Regions from separate parts of the Gasterosteus aculeatus genome. Here region 1 is linked to region 2. The links are chromatin contacts, called in public Hi-C maps. All regions are on one chromosome and are shown on one strand. Each heading gives the region's core, a stretch centred on a gene start, on an enhancer-like site or on the middle of the called end of the contact. The rest is flanking DNA. Distances are from core to core; before and after follow the strand shown.

The links. Hi-C and Micro-C count contacts between places; a contact is called where the count stands out from the background.
Region 1: a Hi-C map of whole body shows a contact between it and region 2, with 8 times the contacts expected there. The contact joins two enhancer-like sites. A contact is called at or near these places in 4 of 6 Hi-C or Micro-C datasets (skeletal muscle, tail fin and whole body).

Annotation. Positions count from the first base shown.
Region 1 is chr10:7,898,391-7,904,795 of fGasAcu3.hap1.1, reverse strand. It overlaps LOC120826256 (CUB and sushi domain-containing protein 3-like), which reads left to right. Exons shown (of 72, transcript XM_078081429.1): 72 at 1-3,241. Among protein-coding and RNA genes, the nearest start is that of LOC120826446, 87 kb to the right of the region's middle. Within about 2 kb of position 4,110, at least 1 of the 9 cell types and tissues checked has open chromatin away from gene starts, as enhancers often do.
Region 2 is chr10:7,736,277-7,742,832 of fGasAcu3.hap1.1, reverse strand. No RefSeq gene overlaps it. Among protein-coding and RNA genes, the nearest start is that of LOC120826718, 19 kb to the right of the region's middle. Within about 2 kb of position 4,697, at least 1 of the 9 cell types and tissues checked has open chromatin away from gene starts, as enhancers often do.

The sequences.
Region 1 (6,405 bases), core at 2,861-5,360, 160 kb before region 2:
AGCTCCTAAGCAGAGGATAAAGGGCAGCGCGGGCGACGGAGCTGTAATCCTAACTGAACTGGGATTAGAGCAAAGCAAAACTAAATGGAATGGAAGGGCGAGATAGCACTAATGGAACGGATGAGAAGAGACTGCCTCATGTAATGGCTGAACTGCTCCTTCATATCCAATGGATAAGAGAAGGGGACACAGGAGACAGAGACGACCCCTGACTGAACTGGAGGAAGAGTAAAGGAGTCGTCGAGAGAGAAGACGAGATCTTAGAATGCCAACGCAGCCAATCGGAGCCCGTCTGGTCTGGAATCAACCGAGAGAGGTCAACCTTCCCTCTGCATAATGAATCAGATAAAACGGAATACGGCCTCGAGGAAAGATGAACCCGATCCCGTGAATTCAAATGGATTCTGATGAGAAAGCCGCTGAACGGAAACAGAGGACTCCGATGGACTAACAAAGAAAAAAAGCTCTCGCACTAAAGCACATTTTACAGGAACACTACCTGTCTACCCACTGAGAGACAGACTAACGGGGGGGACGGATAGAAAGGTTAGAGGGAAACTGGCAGAGCGGATGACAGGTACACACACTAACAAAAGTCTGTAAAGACAGAAAGACCCACAGACACAGAAGGAGGTTGACACGTTTCAAGACAAGCGGGGCCTTGAGGCTGTTGCATTGTCCGTCGCTCCGGATTAACAGGTTGTTAGACGGTCGGGCCGAGCGTCGGGAGGAACGGACAGACGGACGGACACTGACAGGCTCAAAGAAAAGGCAAACAGGGTTTTAGCCCTGCAGCTGTGGACGCAGCTCCACTGTTAATCCTGCACTCTGCGAGTGCTTCTCTCCTTTCTTTGTTATTGCTGCAGAATCTTCTGATCTGTAAATCTACTGCATATATATTCGGGAGCATTCACCACCTATATTTTTGTGCTATATATTTACCACAGGGGGAGGCGGCTGGAGGAGAAAGATTATAGCAGAGAGTTTGTTTGTTTTTTAGCAAAAACTAAAAAAAAAGAAATATCACAATAAAAGATTATCCAACCATGTGCTGTCAAACACATTCTCCTTTCTGACATGGAATTGGTTTATTTTAATACCTTCTGTAACGTGGAGTTCCTCTCACTATCACTGTATTTCCCTTTGAGTGTCGGTGGTATTATTGTTGTCATTATTGTTGAGATGCAACGTTTGCCGGCGACAATTGTGCCCTTTAGAGTTGACGTGTCATCAGATGCAGTGCAGCGGCCGTTGGTTTTGCCCCCCGTCACTAGAACTGTTGTCTTCTGTACATTTCCTCCACAGTTGTCCCCCATTGTGACACAGACACCATTTGTTGATCTGCTGGAATAACAGTTTTCCAGCTGTCGATATGATTCCACAGATTTGGGGCATCGAAGCAAATTCGGTGTTGTCAGGGCAACAAATGAAGCTCTTGAGGCCCCAATGCAATTCAACTTATTGATTACACGTGTCCGATCTGCTTCATGACCAGAGTCAACTGGACTTCTCAGAAGGCCACGTCAACCCATAATATAAAAAAACTTATAAATATATTATTTATAAAAGCAGTGATGGCTGGTTAACTGCCCAACATGTAGTTTGTGGACGATGTATGTACAATATGTTTCGACTCATGTAGAAAATGTGTGTATCAGTTTCATGTTTGTATTTTTTTATCCCACATTTTGGGGTGTTTCCAATGCGTTAGTTGGTGAACTAAAATGACTATTTAGTTTCTTTTGCAAAATATGTTTACAAAACCTCTGGAAATCACCTGAGTCTTGGTTGAAGAGTTTGCGTGTTAAAGATATCACAAAGATGAATACTGAGATGTCTGAGGTCCAAATTAATTCTGTTTTAGCGGTTCGCTGATGAGACTTAATGTGCCCTTGTTACAAAATCCACACTCATTATTAATTGGCGCATGTTATTTTCAAGCCTTTGACTTTAGTTGTTTGAAAAAAGTTTATAATACACTTCGCCATGTCTGAGAATTGCGCAGTAGATTTTTCACAGTGTTTTGCTTGTGTACAAAAGCTAGAAGGCCTTCAATGCCATTTATTTCAGAAACACTGAAGCAGCGGACCGTCCGTTCGACAGTTGAGTAAATCCACACACATAACCGCGGCTGTTGACATTCAATACTTCCCCTCGCTTGGGCTTATTTTTATTTCATGAAAATAGAGCCTTATAATCTTCGCTCAGTGTTGCTTGGCTAGTAGTTATTCTGTTTACGCATCTGAATCACCGCTTCACTGTATGTAGCGGCTGTGAGCCGCTGGAGGCCGCTATTGCACATGTTGCCGTTGGTGCACCACTGCCGAGCGAAAAGCGGACGCTTGATTTTGGGTGAAACCGTGCATGAGACCCACATGGTGATGTCAGAGCTTGGCCTGAACGTGTACCATGAGTTTCAATGTTACCGCTTTGAAGCCCATTTCAGGAGACAGAGAAGACTTGCTGTAAACAGCCTGGTTTAAAATGAATTAGTTGAGTTTGGGCCCCACATGTAAACAAAGCCAGTTATTTTTAATGAGTTTGGGTGTCAGAACTTCTACTTTTCTTTTAGAACCCCTGCTGTCGTGAACACAGGCTGACAGAAAACTCTGTTTTTGGATCAATCCTGATTTAAAAGCAGTGAGAGCTGAGGCGTCCTTGTTCATCACGACTGCAACTGTCCTGTAACTCATCGCTATGGTGACACTGTTTTTACAGTTTAGGTTAATTGTTGCTGCTGTTATTGTCATTGTTGCTGTTTTTTTTTTTTTCTTTTTCGGTATGGATCTGACACAGTGCCTACCAAAAACCATTGGACCCTCCCCATCACCTACACACACACACACACACACACACACACACACACACACACACACACACACACACATGCACGGTCTTTCAAACACATACACGCTCATACGCACACACCTGCTCAAGCGCTCTCCTTCATCAGAAGAAGTCATTTTTTTCTAAGCTTCAGTCTATTTTGCCACAAGCTTTTCCTACTGACTGACCGCAATAAGACCCATGTGATTTAAAAGACTCAAAGCTGTTCCTGCCCGGGGACATTGGAAATATTCACCATTTGAAGAAAAAAAAAGAAAGACGAAATATAGAATAAAAAAGTGTTTTGTATAGAAATATATTTTTATGATGAAAGTATTTGTAAAATGTATGAATCTATTATGTAAATTTTCAATGCAATGTAAGATTAAAAAAGGCTAATTGCTTTTGTAAAAAACTGTCTTTACTCTCTTTTTACTTCTGATATTTTACGATGCAAACAGACATGTCACCAATCTAACTAATATATATCTATGAAATACTATGATTTATGAAATATAAATTTAGGGAGTTCATCTCAAGGCGAGATAGCTGCACTTGAGATTATATATATATATATATATATATATATATATATATATATATATATATATATACCAACAGAAGTAGGTGGTAGAATCTATTTTTTGTCAAGCATTCATAGTGCGAATCTTTCTATACAACTTTGTATATTCATTGAAATAATGACATTAAAGTGGTAATACTAAATCAAACAGGGCAGCTTAACAACTACTTGAACTAAACATGAGCCCTGAATGTTTAGTTCAAGCAGCCGATACCGGCCGGCCCTCCAGTCATTAGCAGCAGGCTCCAGTCCAACCGGATATGAACAACAAGTAGAGCCTCTCATTTGGCTTCTTGATCACGTGATTTGATCGACGTTTCAAGAGGAACTATTTCATTTAGTTCTTCTGTTTAGCTCCTTTATGCCAGAAAACAAGAAACACGAGAGCAGATGTTATTTCCGGCCGCCATCGTCGTCGCCTTGTAAACCTGGGCCTGGAGGCAGGGGGCGCTCGTGCGCTCTGTCCCCCCCATCATGAGAACCCGCAGCCGCCGCCAAAGTGAGTTCGGACTGCAACCAAGAACAAGCAGGACATCATCCAGGTGTGCGGACCGCGTTCTCAACTGGACCCGCATTCCAAATGGTAGGAGCCATTTTTTTCCTGCTGTCGTTCGCACAAAGTTGCGCAAACCTGTTGGTGCCAAATGCCGCGCGCGCGGCTCCACGTGCGCGCTGTGCCAGCTGTCACGCGCATGCTTGTTTTCGGAGCAGTGGACCCGGTTGTGTTTATTTGAGTGTTGGCCGCGGTTTGCGGTGCTGTTTGTGACGTGGTGTCTCGGTTTGTTTTAGGTGATAATTAGCCCCGGTCGATCGTGGCCTCGTGAATGAACAGGTGTGCGTGATTAGTAAGCAGGTGTTGGGACGGATATTCCAGAGAGGAAGGAGGATACTGTAAAGTAAACTATCCAAGCGCGTTTCTAATGTTTACCACATGGAGCTTTTACTCAGATAATCGCATTGCACTCATATCATCAATCGTTTTGTTTGAGCTACATTTAAACAAACGATGGTTTGTCTCTATCTTTACGCGTCAGGCGGCGAGTTGCTAAGTAATCTTGGCTGCCACGGATTTTTCTCATTTTTTTGGGGTGTTGTCATTAGTCTATTATTTTTACAATATTAATAAGGGTATTAGTATTTGACGGTGAATCAGTTGTTGAAATGCAGGATGAGCTTTTGGCCTCACATGTTTATTTACAGCACATGTCCACTAGATGGTGTCAGGTGACCTCCATAACTCTTGCAGGATGCATGTATTTAAAAAAAAAAAAAAGCAATCCAAGCAGCGGGAATTCTTGCTGATATACAAAACGTGAGCTTAAATTTAAAAATGTTTGACGGTGTTTATTTTGATGGATTAGTTTTCAATAATTAATTGATGGTGGGGCTCGGATGTTGATCAAAACGTCTTCTCTCAAACCAACTGGGACAATCTGTCTTATTTTCTGTTATCTGCTTCACTTGTGAGTGAATTCGTTTTTCAATCATCAAAATGATTAAAACCTTGAAAAATTGAGATTTGGTAATACCGGCATTGTTTGATGTAAGTTCAAGTTCAATTATATTTATATAGCACGTTTAAAAAACAACTCGGTTGACCAAAGTGCTTAACGAGCTCAAAAAGCAGCGATACAATAAAACACAGACAGAGCACAATACAAAATATCTGACAGTAGAGAAAGAATAAAGTCAAAATATCAAAGCTCAACTTGAATTAAAAGCCAATGAATAATAGTGGGTCTTAAGCAGGGACTTGAACGTTGCAATGGTCCGAGCTGTTCTTACATGGATAGGTAAACTATTCCAGAGGTTTGGAGCAGCCACTGAAAAGGCTCGGTCACCTCTGGTTTTTAACCTGGATCCAGGCACATCGAGGAGCATCTGATTAGACGACCTCAGTGCTTTGATATTTGTGTGGACATGTAAGAGGTCCGACAAGTAGGAAGGCGATGTAAGCTATTGCCCTGCATTTCCTTTGGCCTTATTGCACTGTATTTATTCTGAGGATTGAGGCCTGTGAAGCTGCATACTCACAAAAACATAGGATACTCACATGTAATATGTATACTCGTATGTAATACTCTGGTTACATAAATGTGCTACATGCAGCACTTGTATCATTTGTGTATATTCTAAACATTCTGGCATTTAAATCCTATCCATTTAAATCAAATATGCATAAGTCAGTCGGTGCTAGATTTAAATCGGTGCTCACTTTGCTGAGCACATTTTAGAATTCTTTATTTCATTTTTTCTTTTGGTTGTACCATAATCAAGGCTCTCCGCTAATACCCAAAATGTATTTTATTGTATCGGCCTTGTGAAATCACTAGATGGCGCCAGCGAACCTTGGAAATGCTTCGACCTTGTTGGTCCCAGCTGCTCTAAAATGTAGGTGTTGTAAATATGTAATGTGCCTAAATGAGAGTTGACTTAAAGCAGGCGGAGTGGTCAAACAAACGATAACATTAAGACTTCAGTATTATGGAATATTTATAAAAAACAAAAAAAAAGCTTGCAATGGATTAGCCAGAAAATGTGAGGTTTTATGAATCTTAAGAGAATGTGAATAACTTACTGAATGTAAGTTATACATACTAAAGAAGAGGGGCATAATCTGTGAAATATGTTTTCTGTTACTTTTTTCAGCAAAGGTTTTTTAATTCAAAGAGACACTTAAAAAAGGTAAAATATCTAATCTTTTGTTAAATTTGATCCTAAATACAGAATCCTAATTGTTTCTGCAGAATAGACAACCAGCTAAACTATTTGTGCACCAATATAGCAATCTGTGGTATGTTTAGTGCTTTTGCATTGGTTTTGTATTTGCCATACAGAATGTGGTCAGTAGATGGAGCTTGATGACCTCTGGTACCCGACTAGCTGTTTATTACTGGAGTAGAAGGCATAAAACGACTCATCGGTGTCGATGAACTTTCCCGCATGCACTTTAGTTTTCTCACTCGGAGGCAATGATGAGAGAAAGGAGAACAACA
Region 2 (6,556 bases), core at 3,448-5,947:
CTCAGACATTTTAAAAGGTGAGCGGCGGGGGGAGTTTTATTGTTAAGTGGGCTTGGACACAGTAAAGAGCCAAGAGCTGGTGTTTAACAGCACTATTAACAGCAAGATGGAAGATCGATACGGCGAGGTAGAGAGGAGGCGCATCTCTGTCACTGTGATGTGTTATTAGTGCTCGACAGAGGAGGGATCTGGCTTCTTTCCAGCCCCCGGGCCTTGTCGTGTACTTTGCTCCGCAGCAATTAAACCAAAACTCCTCTTTCCACTCTGTGCCGCAAAATCCAAAGCCTGTAAATGACCGTTTCATAAATTACAAAAGCATTAACAAGTGTTGGCCAGCGATGAGATCTTTGCCATAGCAAATAATACCTTTGGCCGGGTGATTTATTTTGGCACATTGAGGTAATATCCTCTGTCTTCACAACAACAACAACAACAACAACGACGTTATATGACTGGGATGCCTTGAAGGTCTTGGATAACACCGATTTTTATTTTGTCTCAAGCTGCTTTTTCTCCGCTTTTTATTAATGGAAAAAATGAAGTACAGCCTTTGCATTTCTGTGTTGTCAACTGAACATTGAGGGACTTTCAAATGTTTGTTAATATTGTCCAAAACACAGATGTTTTTTCAGGAAGCTGTATATTGAATGCAGATGTACACTTGTTTTTCTAGCAAAATAACAAATTCCTGTGTTTGCTCCACTCCTTAATGAAACTTTAAAACATGACAATCACTGAAGGATTTCTGTGTTGTTCAAATCTGTTTGAGAATTAATGTCAGAACGTCATCATTTTTTAGAATAGAGCTTCCAACGTAACAAAGGCACATATTTGCTTTGGCTGTTTTCTTAACAAAGATGCAGACGTAAGCCGTTTTTAAATACTGCCCCATCGGCCTTTCTGTGAATTTGTGTCCAAATTGAAATGTTTTTTTGGTAAAGATATTGTCCAACTCATTAAACCTTGTCTTCATTTATAGCTCTGGCATATGCGTTCTGAACTGTAGCCGCAAAAAAAAGTATTCTGCTTTGCTCAATGTCACGCTTGTTCAATTTTCTATTGTCTCTGACTTTAACAACTGGTATTGTCTTTCCTTTGCAAGAACTGCTGAAGAGAGCACAAATGTAATGTAAAGGAAGATGGTGAATTACACAACATCACAGTTCAAGTGCGAGATTAAATGAATTTCCACATGCGTTTATGCTGACCTCAGGTCGCTGAGACTCGCACGTCTTACCAGTCACATAAGCTAATTAATTCACTGTAGTTTCAGTGACCTCACATGCACATCCTCCAACAAAATATCTACTTGAGTCCCAAAATATAATCTACATGTAAACCTGAAAATAGTCCCCAATTAAGAATCCACTCACTCCTTTTTAGGCAACACTGAAAACTACAGTTCCCAGCTGCGTTTAGAAATGATTTAGCCTCTTTGAAACTATTCTGACAGATGTAGGTTCTTACTGGGAGGTTTGAGGCTGAGAGCCACAGACAGGGTAGGACAATTTGAAAGATTTCAAGCAGAGATTAATGCGATGAAATATTATGACTTTAAGCACTGCTAAGCTAAGCTAGCTGTTAAGCAGTGACGGCGGCACGGTGGGCACTGTCTACCTTAAATATATTTTATAAACTTGTAATTGTATTTTTACTTATATATGCAATGATATTCCAATTGTTTAGATGTTACGATGACGAATGTTAGTTAGGCATAATCAAATAGAAAAGAAACGGTAGAGCGCATTTACAGTCCGTTCATTGCAGACAAGCGAAAAAGGCCGCGTTGCGCATGTGCACTTCCATCCTGTATTCTTTAACACGTACGGCAAAAAGCACAACTCTGGTGCCTTTACACGTAAATATGTCATGCCAGTAATATGTGTGAAACATGGACCAATTAAAATCTAGATGTTACCGGACATTTGCGCAGCCGACGTCACTACACCACCTACGTCGTGAACTTAAAAATCCCTGCGAAATTCAAAGGTGTCTGCCGATATCACAGATCTGAGGCGAGTTCCACAACGCTGTGATTGGCGTCTTCACAAAGAAAGAGCAGATGGATTTCATGTATAAATGCTCTACCGATTGGTGAGTCAGAAACTATTTTGGGCTTAATATCTAATTGATAAGTGCGGTTGAATCCATGCCGACTAGAAGCTATTTGCCTTCATATTCAATTGAGCATGTGTGTTTTCATTGTCGCTGACTGACTTTCGCCGCTGTGCAATAACTAAGCAATAAGGTCCGACAGGCCGGACTTTGCCTTCAATCACGACACAATTGAAACCTTATCATAAGTCCTGCCTCAAGTATTATAATTAAGGATAAAGATGGTTTCGTTCTGATGCTGGACATTGACTGTGTGTGTGTGTGTGTGTGTGTGTGTGTGTGTGGTACACAATATGTCTTCCTGATTGGAAATTTCTAAATTTTTATCAACTGTGCGTGTGCGCCGCGCTTGTGCGTAACTTTTATTGTTTTGACATGCGGGCCTAAACAGATCAGGTAATCTGTCTTTCATAACTCAGTGCCTACCGTCATACTGACCTCGCCGCACGTCACTGCTGCCAGGCTACGTCCATCTCAACATCTACCCTGCATGGCACCCGGTCTGCAGAGGACTGCTATTGTCCCTGAACTGCTGCGGTCTGAAAACGTCCTGGCTGAATGTGGGGAGTTGGCACTTCAGACTGAGCCGTCAAATGATGGAGAGTTGAGAGCAAAGTGCACGAGCCGCTGGTTCAACACGTTTCACCCGGTGGAATTCTGCCTCAAAGGTGATCGCATGTGTGAACTTTTGTGCATAAAATACAATTAAATGACAATGACTAAAGATCACTCATTACTTGTAAGATTTAGTCTTTGGACTATCTATGACAGCCCTAGTGATTATCAATGTGACTTTCAAAGTAGCTGCAGAGATTCAACTTCATTTTATGCAACGTTGCCACCAAATTCCATGATATTGACTTTTGCCAACCGACTGTTTTCAACACGTGATGGATGTCTAGCATGAGCGTCTGGCCCTGACATCTTTTTGCGTGAGCCTCTTAGGACTATTTTTATGGATTGTGTGACTGTACGTGTTGTTGTGCCAACAATCTAGTTGATAAATCCATTTTACAACCTTACATTTTAACACCCATTAGCAATATGCAACAAATCACTGGATTTTGTCTTTCTGTTTTTTGTGTTTTACCTTTCTTAAAGCCACGTCCATTGATTCTTTTTTCCCTCCTCTCTGGAAGTGTGTTGTACCTGGCAGTGCAGTTACTGATGGAGTTTGTCCTCCAGATGTCTCTGTGAACTCCAGATGCTCTCGAACGCTGTCTCGTACAATCATCCTTCATTCCCACTAACAATTAGGTAATGAAATATTGATTTTTAGTTAGATTCATATTGATGCTATTAGCTTTGCATTGATAAATCACTGATCCTGAGCCAGACCAGGAGGACATTACTGCGTGTTAATCTGATGGATATCCCTCCTCCTTCCTGCACGTCTCTCTCTACCTGGAGTGTCACACTTCATCTTTACTGTGTTCAGTAATGATGCCCTCATGAATTTCCTTTGCTATTATATTTTACTTCATGGCTGTTAATTTTAGTATATAACTCTTGATGGAGATAACTATAAAAGCTATTTAAATGTCAATTGCAGTTGTTTGAAAAAGCGTAAACAAAGTTAATTGGAAGGAAATATTGGCATCGAGAAAACCACCACTTTTAAAGCTTGAGTTACCAATAACGTGGCATTTTCAAATACTCCTTACAGCAAATGAATAGTCCAATATTGCATTTAGTGGCCGCTTGTATTCAAAGCACCAAAAAGGAGTATAAATTACACAGGTACATGTTGGAATCACATCTTTTGACTCGGGTCATTTTAATGCCGTGGTCTAACAATTGAGCTTCACAGAATAACATTTCCAGTCACCTACTGAGAATGCTGAGAAATCTCCTTATCACCAGTGTCCACCTGTCTGGGGGCGTAACTCGGTATTTCAGCCTGCTGTCTGGTCATTACTGGCACAGCGGGACCTCAGTATCAAAAACCGAGCCCGAAATCCATGTTACGGATCGGAACAATTTAAATTAACTTATGTGTCGGTACAACATGCACAACAATGCTGGTATATGGTGGAATAAAAGTAATTGTAAATGCAATATGTCTGCCATTTGATGCATTATATAGATCATAATCTTGCCCGAATGGATCCAAACATATTCAGTGTTGTAAAGCCCTTTTTGAGGCGCATTTGATCTGATTGTGTGCTACTCAAACAAAATATTTTGGATTTTAACAGATTCCTGTTTTTTTCTTTAGTTTCTACACCGGGAATCATTTTGCAACCCAGCTCTCATTTTACATTGACTGCATTAGTTTTTCTCTTTAATCTGATCCATCGCCCCAAAGTACTTGCTTTTACTGTTAAATAATGTTTATTAACCTAAAACCAAAACCAATAATTAGAATTGTACTCTTCAAGCACTAAACCAAATTCTACATCTGTTTTCAATCTGCTGAACCTGATTCTGACCTTTTAACTTCCCTTGGATAGAAGATTCAGTCACTTTACAACACTGCATTCACATTCGAGGCTCAGATCTCAGGCTCGACATCATACTGAGGACGGCTGTCACTCCGATCGGCCAACCAGTCCGTCTCGCCTCTCTGCACGACAACAGCCAGGCGCTTCCCTGTCAGACAACATATGCCACTTCACTTCTCCTGCTCGCAGCCGCCCGACAGCATCTAGTCCCGGACCCCGCGGCCACCTCCATCTCTGCTGCTGGTGGCACTGCAAACATGATCTCTGATGTCTCTCGGGCAGCTAACTGATGCTGTCACTGCACCAAGATGTAACGCGGCCCACTGACTGACACGTTGTGACAAGGACACACACACACACACTCAGTGGAACAACATCCTTGTTGATGTGCTGGACAACAGTTGCTTCAAGTACCGCTCTGAATTTATTTTCTCCAACAGCGACACGTATGTTTACAGTCACACAATGTATGCAGTTAAAACATGTTTCTTTAATGTGTTTAAAGTTGCCTGTGGATTGTTTGGCCAGTTGGACTTTTCCCACCATTAGGAAGTTTAAATCTCGCTTGCGGGTAAAAGAGCCTCATTAAGTTGTAGTTCTTACAGTGATCAGCTGTATACAGTTCCAGCATATAGAGGTTTTGGTGCAGAAAGCTTGATTTGGTTTTACTGTCATAAAGACGTACAGTATACTGTGACAACAATTCCTCACAAATACAACGACACACAAAAGGGAAATTTGTAACAAAGCAGGATTTTATATCCTCTATTGTTGACATTTCCTACCATCTACTGGTAGAAGCTGTAAACTGCAGCGAGCATGAGACCTCATTGTTTAATCCCGGGTCAAAAGATCACCTGAACTGCAGCATGGATATGAAACAAAAACGATCCCCAACAGACCTACAATTAAAAGTTCATCAAGTATCAAAGTATCAAGGCCATTTAATACATTTACATTGTGTAAATTAATTGAAAATTGTCCTCAAAAGATCAGTATTTACGTCAGTTCTAAGGGCTGAATGTAGCTGTGATTTCTTTTAGTTTTGAACTGGTTTCAATAAAGCATCGGCACACAAGTTACTGTTGACATTTGGTCTGCACGGCTAACCTGCTCTGGTCAGACTAAATAATCCTGATTTATTAATAATAATGATTTTTATACTTATATGTTGTCAATGGGGCGGCGCGGTGGTTAGCACTGTTGCCTCACAGCAAGAAGGTCCTGGGTTCGATTCCGCCCAGTGGCCTTTCTGTGTGGAGTCTGCATGTTCTCCCCGTGTCTGCGTGGGTTCTCTCTGGGTTCTCCGGCTTCCTCCCACAGTCCAAAGACATGCTCTGGGGATCAGGTTAATTGGGGACTTTAAATTGCCTGTAGTTGTGTGAATGTGAGTGTGAATGGTTGTGTGTCTCTGTGTAGCCCTGCGATTGGCTGGCGACCAATCCAGGATGTACCCTGTCTATCGCCTGAAGTTGGCTGGGATGGACTCCAGCCCCCCCGCGACCCTTTGTGCAGGATAAGCGGTTTGACGATGGATGGATGGAACTGGATTCAGTACCGTTATTATTATAACATTGTGGTCATAATCAATCATTCAGGTCATTGTTAAGTTTGAATACTGCTATTGATATAGATAGAAGTTTGATGAATATACTATGACACAGATCATTATTACAAATACGTTTTAAAACGGCAAAGGTCCACTTAACTGGACCGATGGCTCACATATAATCTATTCATTCCGTATCAGGAACCTCACCCCAAAAGGTGGGATTTGTCGTCTCCAGAATATCCTGAATTGGAGAAAAAAAAAGTCCTGTTGCATTTTGTAGCCGCATTTAAGTGTCCCAGCCTTAAATGTGCATTAATTGTGCATGCTAGATTTGACCAGGCTGTATTTTATCCTTTTCGGCAAAGAAAGCAAACCTGGTTCATCAGTGATTTATTATCCCATCATTTTAGTGTCAGGGAATCTGTGATTGACCTCATGATTTGCA